Linked DNA regions of Oryctolagus cuniculus: region 1 is linked to region 2. A link is a contact called in public Micro-C data. All regions are on one chromosome and are shown on one strand. Each heading gives the region's core, a stretch centred on a gene start, on an enhancer-like site or on the middle of the called end of the contact. The rest is flanking DNA. Distances are from core to core; before and after follow the strand shown. Region 1 overlaps WDFY2 (WD repeat and FYVE domain containing 2). Region 2 holds the start of WDFY2 (WD repeat and FYVE domain containing 2).

The links. A called contact is a pair of places that touch in the nucleus more often than the background predicts.
Region 1: a Micro-C map of ear pinna shows a contact between it and region 2, with 1.9 times the contacts expected there. The contact joins the enhancer-like site here to the promoter of WDFY2 in region 2. A contact is called at or near these places in 2 of 6 Hi-C or Micro-C datasets (ear pinna and liver).

The regions. Positions count from the first base shown.
Region 1 is chr9:71,036,316-71,039,120 of mOryCun1.1, forward strand. All of the region lies in intron 1 of WDFY2 (WD repeat and FYVE domain containing 2), which reads left to right. Among named protein-coding and RNA genes, the nearest start is that of WDFY2, 70 kb to the left of the region's middle. Within about 2 kb of position 1,271, at least 1 of the 8 cell types and tissues checked has an H3K27ac peak or open chromatin away from gene starts, as enhancers often do. A contact at or near this core is called in ear pinna, where this site is marked.
Region 2 is chr9:70,966,131-70,968,971 of mOryCun1.1, forward strand. WDFY2 (WD repeat and FYVE domain containing 2) reads left to right here and starts at 1,364. Exons shown (of 12, transcript XM_070048896.1): 1 at 1,364-1,612. The coding sequence starts at 1,554.

The DNA.
Region 1 (2,805 bases), core at 21-2,520, 70 kb after region 2:
AGCTTTAAATGTGGTCTCTTTTATGTATTTATTTTTAAAGATTTCTTTATTTGAAAGGTAGAATGACAGAGACAGAGATCTTCATCTACTGGCTCACTTCCCAAATCTCCACAACAGCCAGGTCTGAGCCAGGCCAAAGCCAGGAGCCAGAAACAGTATCTGGGTCTCCCACATGAGTGGCAAGGACCCAAGCACTTGGGTCCATCACTGGCTGCCTCCCAGGTGCGTTAACAGAAGCTGCATCTAAAGCAGAGGTGGGACTTGATCCCAGGCACTACAATATTGGGTATGAGCATTCTGAGCAGTGGCTCAGCCCCAAATAGGGTCTCTTTTTAAATTTTCCATCTGTGTCCAGACCTAGGCCTTATCTTTTACAAGGATTTGTGAAGATGGAATTAAAAGGTGAACTAATTCTGGTGCAAAATAATTTGAAATCCATGCATACTTAGGGTTTCTAAAAAAATCATGGGAATTGTGTATTATGAAAAAACTATCCATAGATTTTAGCTTTGTAGTACCTCATATTTTCCTTGCCATGCCCAGTGTAGCGTTAAAATGGGTACTTGGTATCTCTAGGATTCAACAGAAACTCCTGAGGTTTAACACTTGAATTAAAAACTCTTGGGATTTGGGGATCTGCAGATTCCCTTCTTTCAAGTATCTTGCAGCATTTAAAAAAATGACAAAAACAAATTCTTTATCTTATCTTGCATTTTGATGATTTTAATGCAGAAGAACTTTCCGGATATCTGTTTTGTTGCACTGCTGAAAGTAAGATTTTCCAGTTTGTCTCTTGGGAAAATGATTCCATTTTATGAGGCCTCTTCTTATTTCTAAAATGTGAGTGTGAAGTGTGTACTGCAATGAGGCTCCATCATCAGGATGCCTTCTCCAGACTAGAAAAGGTGTAGCCTCCTTTGGCTCCTTCCCCTTCTCCTGATTTTTCTTGGAAACATACCAGGTCTTTATTCTCTGTTCTCTTGCCACTCCTGTATTCATACAGGTTGGTTGCCATAGGAGGCTCTCAACCGGTCTTGCGGCCTTTGGTTTTTCTCTTGTCTAATCCAAGTTGTTCACTGCTGCCAAAGTAATCTTTTGTAAATACCTCTTTTCATTATGTAATCTTACCCATGCACACGTGGTTCAGAAACTCTGTTTTTGTTTCTTCTTTAGGGTACCACGTCTAATTCTAATTCCTCCAAACCCTAAGTTCCAGTTGGTTTGAGTGCTGAATAGGTGTCTTGCCACCCTACTGCGCTGGAGTGGGCCAGTGAATTCCTTTTACACATTTTTAGCCAAGAGGCTGTTTGCTGACCTGTTCCAGGGCTGATGTGTCCACAGCTAACTTTTAATTGCTGCTTCTTTGGTAAATCCATGAAGACTGCAGTTTTGGAGAGATAGACATTCTGGTGTTTAGTTTTTATGTGTGTGGTAAAATATATATGACAAAAGTTACCATTTTAAGTACACAATTCAGTGGCATTAATTGTAATCACAATATTGTGCAAACATTACCACTATCTATGTCCATAACTTTTTCAGTAGCCCCAACAGAAACTCTGTTCCCATTAAACAGTGACGTTCCATTTCCCCTCCTCCCAGGTCTGCTGTTTTTAAAGTGATTGTCCTGGAAGAGAACCGTAAATCTGGCTGCAGATTCAAAGCAGTGCAGCCAGTGGCATCCTCTGAATCACTGTTCCTTTATTTTAGTATTTCATTAGGTCCCTATTGAGCATTTGTCACGTACCTGCCACTGTGGCAGGCCGTAGGAATACAGTGTTGAGTAGTAACACACAGACCATGTCTTCCCACTGTGTATGGAGCCAAGTATAATATTTAAATCTGTGTTATTCCCCTAATGCTATCATCCAGCTTCTTCCTACTCAGTGATGAGATGAATGCTCTCATATTATTGAAATGCTTAGACTGATAGTTCAGGGTTTATACTCAGGTTTCTCTTACCTGTGGGGGACCCTGGCTGAGGAGCAGATATCATTGCTGATGCTGCCAGTCAGGGCTGTTGTCCAGCCTCTCTGCTCTTCTGCATTGCTGTTCCTAGTGCCTCCCTGCAGGGGGTCTTCCTCTCCATTGTGTGCAGATGGGTGTCTGTTTCTTCTCTTTCCTTTCTTGTACTTTTTTCTTTCTTTTACATATTTATAAGGCCTTTTCAAGCTCCTCCTCTATGCATATGATAGAAAATCCAAGTATTGGTAGTACTTTAAAAAAATAAAAGATAAAAATATTCCAAGATAAAAATCTTAAAAGTCCTCAATGGATTCAATGTCTCAGGCATAGGAGGGTGGACCTGCTCTAGTGTTGACTGCTTGTGTGGCCTGTTGTGACCTAGGCCTATACAAGGTACAGTGCGATGCTGAGCTGAGTTTTGCCAGAGTAAGTCCTGAAGGTTTCATAGGAGAGTCAAGCATACAAAGGAAAGTGGATGTTCATGTAACACTGGCAAGAAGGAGGGAGTCTGGGAAGTGTAAAACACACAACTAGGGGCTGGCCCTGTGGCATGGTGGGTAAAGCCGTTGCATGTAGTGCGAGCATCCCATATAAGCACCAGTTCCAGTCCTGGCTGCTCCACTTCCGATCCAGCTCTCTGCTATGGCCTGGGAAAGCAGTAGAAGATGGCCCAAGTACTTGGGCCCTTGCACCCCGGGTGGGAGACCTGGAAGAAGCTCCTGGCTTTTGGCTTCAGATAGGCCCAGCTCTGGCCGTTGTTATCATCTGGGGAGTGAACTAGTGGATGGAAGACCTCTCTCTTTCTTTCCCTCTTTCTCTCTGTGCCTCTGCCTCTCTGTA
Region 2 (2,841 bases), core at 114-2,613:
TTTTTAGCTCTGCTGTTAGCCTCACTAGGTTTCTGTAGCTATACTGAATTTCTTTCATTCCCAAACAACCATGCGAGGGCTGCCACCTGGCTTTTACTCCCCCATTCCTCCAACACACTCTGATCCCAAGTAACTTACTTGCTTTTGAGCACTGTTTGAGAATCCATATAGACTAAACCTGCTCAGGGTAGCTTTTTCTGCACAATCTTCCCTATTGCAAGTCAGGTTACATACTTATGCCCCAATCACAGCTCTTGCCATCATCATTGTCCTGTCATGGCCTGCTCCCTTTCCTTTCTCTAGTGATCTGTGAGATCTTTGAGAATTGAGAGGTCTGTGTTCAAATCTTCATTCCCATCACCTACTATTGAGCAGTTACTAAATATTTCTTGGATGAATTACAGGATGGAGATTCTGTTCTTTAGAACTGAAGGTGAGAGTCAGGGTTGTTGATTCTGTGCCCAGGACGTTTTTCTCATAAGAGCAGGGGTAGTCGCAACCTTGTTCACACCTCCTCCGTGGTGAAAAGACGCTCTCCAGGGGGAAGGGGTCTGGCTCATAACTGTGTTGCCACCAGTGTGCAGAGAGGGCTTAATGCACATGAAGGCACTCAAGTCACTTGTAAGCCTCACAACTACCACCCAGGTGTTCTCATAACCCCGCTTTAGAGATGGAATACCTTGCTTTATCTCCTATAGCTGTAAACTACCAGAATCTCCTTTTGGAGGTCTTTTTTGAAAATTTCTGCAAAAAGGGGCAATGGTGAAGAGTTGCCTTGTGTGCTTTGAGACAGGGCCTTTGCACCATATAGCCTTGGTTGCCACAATCCTCCCTTAGAAATTCATCCCATAAGGCCTGTGCCACTCTTCGCCCAGCTCTTGGCATATTATTTTCTGGCTTCCAGAGCTCTGCCAGCCTGATGACATCACACAGACCACGACCACTCCTCAGTTAATTTAACTCCTGAAGAGCCCAGTGGGGATTATCACATACTGAATGGCCCCACAGGGCAGGCCTTGTGCGTGCACCTAATATCCATTCAACAACCACAGTAACTGTCCACCATCTCAGGCAAGCGTAAAACGCCGTATTACTGCAGAAAGGAAACACCCCAGCAGGCGGGGCCTGGGTTCAGGTCTTGGGGAGTGGGTCGTGTTTATCCTTAACATAGGGTTAAAGTAACTGTGGTTTAGTAACTTACCTATTTAAGAGAATGAGGAGTTTGACAATACAGAATACCGCTAAGCTCCCTCAAAGATGACTTCATGAAGAGATTCTCTGCCCTCCCACCACGCATAAGCCAAGCCAATATACTTGGTAATAGCCCGTCCCAGGGAGTGACGCCCTGCTCAGCAGGAGGCTGCCTCGCAATTCCCCGTCTTAGAGGCCGCTCCGGGCTCTCTTGGCCTTGGGCCCCAGAGGCCTCCGAGTTCCCCAGACCCAGAGCGCTGTCAAGTGGGCGATAGGTCATTCCAGGACAAGGAGAAGAGGCTACGCGGAACTACAACTCCCAGGAGGCCACAGGCTGCAACCCAGCGGCCTGGGCCCGGTGCATGTTGGGAGCAGTAAACTGCCCTCTTGCCTCGCTTCATTGTTCAGGACTCTGCGCCAGGTAATACGCACGCATGCCCAGTCCTGTCTCAAGTAGTTTGGCTGCTTTCCCTCCTGCCGGCTCTTTCCGGTCTTGCTGAGGCGCGTTTTTCCCCGCCCCCTCTCCGCCCCTTTAGGGGCTTTGGAGAAGGCGGAACCCTGGAAAGCGCGTTCCCGGGGGTGTGTACACGCGCGTTCACGGGAGATTAAAAAAGGAGGGGTATAAACTCAGGACGAGGAAGATAAGGCAGGAGACCGTAGGGAACGTAGGGCGCATGCGTCCTGGTGGTGCTGCAGCGCACCATGAGCCGCCGAAGGGCGGGGCGGAAATGGGCTGGTGGGGTCGTGGTTTGGCGCACGCGCATTGGGTCCCCCGGAGCCCCGCCTCCTTTCAGGTTTCCCCGCCTCTTTCACCGCCCTTCCGGAAGTGGAGCCGCCCTCGCGCCCACCAGCGGCCACCCCCTGTGGAAGGCCCCGCCCCCGGCCCCGCCCCCCAGCTCTCCGCCCCCTCCTCTAGTGGTGGCGCCGGGTTGCAACCCCGGTTGTGGCGGTTTTGGTGCCTGAGGCCGGGAGCGCGGAGTCGTTCCCAAGAGAGGCGGCCAGGCTATGATCGCCGGGCCCCGGCGTCCCTATCCGGCCAGCGAGACTCCCTGTCTCTGTCTGTATCCTTGCCCGAGCGGTCCCCTCAGCCCGGCCCCGCGGCGCGGTTGGCGGCGGCGTCCGCGGCGCGCCCCCTCCTCCGATGGCGGCGGAGATCCAGCCCAAGCCGCTGACCCGCAAGCCGATCCTGCTGCAGCGGGTGGAGGGGTCCCAGGAGGTGGTGAATATGGCCGTGATCGTGCCCAAGGAGGAGGGCGTCATCAGCGTCTCGGAGGACAGGTACGGACTGCTGCCCCTTGGCCGCGAGGAGATGCCGGCCTGGCCGGACTGGAGGTTTCCGAGCCAGCGTCTGGGGGCCGTACCGCGCGAATGTGGACGTGCTCCCCTGAGTTTATTATAATGCGCATCCAAGTGGTGCTGGTGTCCAGCTGTGCGACGCTGCCGCCGCCGCTGTGCGGCCCGGGGAGGCTAAGCTCCGACGGCGGTGTGCGCTTCTGCCACGCCTGGGGCCGGGTGGCGCCCTCGGGTGCACGGGTGGCCCTTGGGCTAACGGTGTGCGGACCACCGCACCTTGATCCACCTCGGGACCAGAGAGGAAGAGGCGGAGACTGCCCTGCCCTGCAGGTGTGTGCGTGGAGATGATGCTCCGAG